2 separate regions of the Lactuca sativa genome follow, and region 1 is linked to region 2. A link is a contact called in public Hi-C data. All regions are on one chromosome and are shown on one strand. The core of a region is the stretch at or near the end of the contact, and the rest is flanking DNA. Distances in the headings are between cores, read along the strand shown.

What was found. Hi-C and Micro-C count contacts between places; a contact is called where the count stands out from the background.
Region 1: a contact with region 2 is called in a Hi-C map of leaf, with 4 times the contacts expected there. The contact joins the promoter of LOC111908095 here to the promoter of LOC111908093 in region 2. A contact is called at or near these places in 2 of 4 Hi-C or Micro-C datasets (both in leaf).

The regions. Positions count from the first base shown.
Region 1 is chr5:158,655,568-158,658,291 of Lsat_Salinas_v11, forward strand. It overlaps LOC111908095, which reads left to right and starts at 1,435. Exons shown (of 10, transcript XM_023903940.3): 1 at 1,435-1,593; 2 at 2,099-2,216; 3 at 2,639-2,724. The coding sequence starts at 1,550.
Region 2 is chr5:158,442,780-158,445,682 of Lsat_Salinas_v11, forward strand. It overlaps LOC111908093 (exocyst complex component EXO70A1), which reads left to right and starts at 1,602. Exons shown (of 1, transcript XM_023903938.3): 1 at 1,602-2,903. The coding sequence starts at 2,097.

The sequences.
Region 1 (2,724 bases), core at 185-2,684, 210 kb after region 2:
TTGGGTAATCTAACCATAATTAAATATGTATTTAAAGAAAATAATTAAAAAAAAAAAGTTCTTTTTTGGTAAAAATAACCATCAATTCCGAAATGGACATTTCAAACCGAGAAAAAAATATTTTTTTTGACAAAAAAGTACATTTCGGTCCATTTTAGAATTCCAGACCAACATTTCAGAATCCAGACTGAAATAAAAGTTCAAAAAAAAAGTCAAGAATCTCAAGAACAAATCTCAAATAATCTAATGTACAATTCTAAAATTTCTAGAAAAAAAACTGATTTTTATTTAAATATAACAAAAAATTAAACAAAATAGTAGATATGAACTATATATGATACCACAACAACAACAACAAATAAAAAAAAAAAATCAGACATTTAATTGAAAAAAGCATTTCGAAATGGATATTTCATACTATACGTAAGAAAAGAGATTTATTTGCATAGATAATTTAAAAAATTAAACAAAAAATAATTCCAAAATTTAAAGGTAAAACCCGAAATTGGACATTCCGAGTAAATGGTAAATTTTTTCACATTAAAAAATTGGTTATTTTTAAAAAAAGGCTCAATGATTATTTATTCAATTTTCCTAAATTTAAATACATTTAATTAATTATTCATTTTAAACAACCGTTCCATTACAATTACAAATATTATTATTTCACCAAGGATTATAATTATGGATCTCCCTTCCGACGTGTACCCTAGAAACGATTGAATCTTGAACTATTAAAAAAAAAAGATAATAAGAAGGGATAATTCCATATATGTTCTTAAACTTCAAAATATCATATTTACCCAGCTTAATTTCTTAATATCATATTTACTCTTCATAAACCTTCAAAATATCATATTTGCCCAAATCTTTTTTTATGATGTTTTTAATATTTTATAATCATTTTTCTATACCTTAGAGCTAATATAATAATTAAGAAATTTAACCATATTATCCTTACGTCTATGATAGTCTATGATAATAGAATGTAAACTTTTAAATTGTTGGAATATCAGTTTTTTGACAAACAAAAATATTCATCTTCAACTATTTTTATGGAATGTATATTTAAATTGTTTAGTTTTTGTTGTTGTTGATTATTATTATATTTTAGATGGAGGATATCTTAGATATTACAATTGCATATACGATATTTTGATATTTAAAAATGATATATATATGATATTTTGATGTTTAAAAATGACATATATGATAGTTTGAAATTTTATGAAGGATAAATATAGTATTTAAAAATTAAGTTGGATAAATATAATATTTTGATATTTAAAAATAAGGTATATGAAATTTGAAGTTGTTTTTATGAAATTGCAAACTGTGGGACAAATGTGTAACTTGGCTTTTCGCCTATTTTGGGTCGGTGTCTACTATAGGCAGAAATTAGTCCACGTGTATAGTATACGTGTCAGCATCTTCTGCTTGCCATCTGGCTTCTCTTTTCCTTCATTGTCCTCTCTTCGAAACAATCAGACTCCAGTTACTTCTCGATTCTCTGAATTCGTCCATCGAAAGCAACACTGATACGATTATTATGTCTCGTTTAATTCATTCCAGACTATCGCTCTCCAGATTATCGTAAGTTTTCATTCTTATCTGCCCCATTTCCCCCCAGTAATTCGTCAAACGTAAAGCCCGAAATGAGCCCCTATCAAAGCAGATCAAATGGGGTTTTCCCCTTTTCACCCGAGTCTAAAAACTCACTCTTTTTTTAATCAGGGTAGTAATTTATCGAGTTTATCTATAGTTTTGGATATGGGTTTAGATTTTTATAAGTGTAAAAGAAACCACATCCCTTGTAAATCGAGTGGGTTTCTTTTTCCCTCTTTTTGGTGTAATTACGGCAAGGATTAAATTATTCGGTGAATGTAGACTACGAAGGTAAATTTCTTGTAATGAAAGTCGCGTTTAGTGAAAACTAAAGGTAGTTTATGTTAATCGTTCCCTTTAGCATTCTCAATTTTGAGAAACGGAGTTTAATTGTGTGATGAAAAGGGCGTATTCGGAGTTTTAATTCATTCGTTCGTCGATTTAGCTTTACTAGCATTATTCTGAATTGCTTAATTTGTATGTAAAACTGTAGCAATACATGGGGTTCAATCGGAAGAGGAAGATATTTGTCAACGGAATCTAATAAGATCGATGAACCACTTAAAGTAGAGGATGCTGAGACAATAAATCCACCACCTGCGGCAGAAAAGGTTCTTTTAGGTTATATTACCATTGTTTTTGTGAGACCATTTTTATATATTTCTTCATAAAAGGGTGATAAGATTACAATACCCAATCTAAACAAGGATATTTAATGTCCAAATAGCACATAGTTTACAACGAGTTTGAACACTTGTCAAGTATCTAAACACCTCTGAAGAAATCGTTACTATTACTATCTTTTCATAATTACTTTAGGGCACATAAGTAACATTGTAATGGAACTCTTCCAAAAAAGGGAATGCTTCATTATTTAGGTATCTGATCTTGTTAGCAACTTGTGAGAGAAGTTGTTTACTTTTAAGATGTATAGTGAATAGAGTCTTGCCATATTGCATATGTATAGATGCATGTATGTATATGTATATGTATATGTATTAAGATTTTTATTTGTAATGTTCTTTTGAATCAGGTACTTGTGTTGGGTGGAAATGGGTTTGTTGGGTCCCACATATGCAAAGAAGCATTGGACCGAGGCTTGTCAGTTGCAAGCCTTAG
Region 2 (2,903 bases), core at 352-2,851:
TGATCAAGCAATTACTTCTTTAACTACAAAGTTTAAACAATATCAACAATATGATAATATATTTGTTTTTTTTTTTTTGTTTAGTTCAGAAAAAATTACCTTCTTTAGATGATATAACCTTAAAGTCTTGTTGTAAGTCTCTTGAAACATTACTCAAGAAATATAAAAAAATGAATATTGATGGAAATCACTTATATGTTGAGTTAAAATTACTTATACATCTCTTAATTAAGGAAAAATGACAACAATTGTTATTCTAAAGTTTTTAAAACGTGTTGATTGTTTTCCTATCACATTTATTGCATATAAAACTATTTTGACTATTCCTATTACTGTTGCATCTACAAAACATAGTTTTTCCAAATTCAAGATTTTGAAGCCCTACTTACAATTTACAATGACTAAAAAATGACTTAATGGATTCACTTTGATGACGATTGAAAGTAACATGTTGGATAAATTTATTTATGAATATGTTATTGAAAAGTTTATTTCAAACAAATATTAGGAGGATGATTGTTTTCAAATAGAAACCATTTTTTCTTGTTTTTTTGTGTATTATTTTGAATGAAATTTTAATTTTATGCATTTGCAATAGAAAATTAAAATTTATAATTTTTTTGCTTAAATTTTGAGATTTTACAAAATTTACTTCCTATATTTTGTTAAATCGCACAAAGTCTCCAAGATCTTGCGGCCGACTCTAACCAAATTTAAAAATATTTTGAACTTTTTTTTTTATGTGAATTATGATCTAACAACTTTCTTCACTCTTAAGTCTTAAAGTACGGTTCATTACCTATAAAATATCATAAAAAATGCACATATCTAAACATTAAAACATGTACAAAATTTGATTCACTTCATACTAAACAAAAAAAAAAAAATGAGAACTCTAGTAAAAAAGTTATGTATGCTACAATTTATTTTTTAGAAAAAGATACATCTAGTAAATTCTCTAATTACTTTTTAAAAGATAGCCAAGAAGTTAAGAAATAACTCATATAACCATCGAAATCATAGGTCGACCTTCAGAGCTATGATATCATCAAAAGTATATGTTTTTATGTCTATGTTTTTTGATTTTTGGCATGATGAAACTGCAGATGATTAGACACTTGTATAATCTCATTTGGGAAAAGAAAAAACACAAATTAGGTCAGAATCATAGATGATCAAATGCTATTTGTGATTGCCATCAAAGATTCGTCATGTCAAAATGACAAAATTTGAAATTTCTTTTATACCTCAAATGTAACCCCAAATCATAGTCTAAAGGACTAAACCACATATCATAAGGTCCATCTACGATTCCGATGATTATATAAGTCATTTTTAAAAATAAAATAAAATATCTCTATCTTTCTTCTTACATTTGCGTATGTTATTTTATTTTTCAAAATCCTATTTCATTTAAAGTCAAGTAGTTGTTATGGGTATAAAACACTTCGAATCAAAGAATTTGTAAATGAAGTATTTATATGTTTCAACCAAATGCGATTGTACTTTGTGACAAAGTAAAATATGAAAAAGAAACTAGGAACATATACATGAATATATGCTATAAACAGGAAAAAAGGATGAGAGAGATAAAAAGGAGCGTGAAAAAGCAGAAAGTTGAGTTGAGAATAACAAAAGCGTGTACTACTTACTGTGTATCCACCTCTTTTTAGGGTTTGTTTTTTTCTTCCATTTTCTCGTAAATTTCACCCATACTTCGCACCCAAACCCAATTTACAGACACTATATACTCTCCATTACTCTTCAAGACTTTACCTTCATCGCATCTAGCGTGGATCTTGAAAAACCCCACTACTGTTGTCCCATTAATCGTAAGTCTCGTTCTCCCGCTCTCAATTTCAAAACGTTTTGTGATCTTCGATTCTGTATGGTCTTATGATCTTCAATTTTGAAGTGGGTATGTGTGTTTGGAGAAGGTGGAGGTGTTTACGTAAGAATTCGATTTCGTCATCTTTTCCCCCCAACGTGGAGTTTTGATTGGGTATCAATAGATCTGTTCTTGTCGGTAAATTAATGCGGGTGTTTGGGGTTTAGACTGGGAAAATTGAGTCTAGGGTTTAGGCAAATTCTGGGATATGGGGTCGGCGGGTGAAGATGGGATTCGGAATTTGATGTCGGCGAGGAATTCATTGAAGGTTAATTTAGAGAAATCGAAAGCCCTAGGGTTATCGCTACGGAAATCCGGGCCTAGATTAGAAGAGATTAATCAAAGGCTACCATGTCTAGAAGCTGCTGTTCGTCCTATTCGTGCTCAAAGAGATGCTCTTGATGCTGTCGGTGGTCATATAAACAGAGCCGTTGTCCCAGCCGCTGCTGTCCTAAAGGTGTTTGATGCAATTCACGGTTTAGAAAAATCATTATCTGATCCTCAATCTGATCTTCAAGGATACCTTTCGGTATTGAAGAACTTACAGGAAGCATTGAAGTTTCTTTCTGAAAACTGTGGAATGGCAATTCAGTGGTTAGATGACATCGTTGAGTATCTAGAAGATCACAATGTCGCTGATGAAAGGTACACTTCTAGTCTAAAAAAAGCTCTAAAGTATCTCAGAGAGCTACAAACCAAAGAAGAAAAGAACCGCCTAGATGGCGGCCTTTTAGAGGCGGCATTAGACAGATTAGAAACTGAATTCCGGCGACTCTTGACTGAAAACAGCGTCCCTTTACCCATGTCTTCTTCTCCATTAAAAGATGAACAACCCTGCATTGCTCCTTCTCCTTTACCAGTCCCCATCATTCAAAAACTTCAAGCAATCCTCGGAACCCTAATAGCAAACAACAGACTTGAAAAATGCAAATCTATTTATGTAGATGTTCGCAGCTCAAATGTCAGAGCAAGTTTACAAGCTCTAAACTTGGATTACTTGGAGATTTCAGTTTCT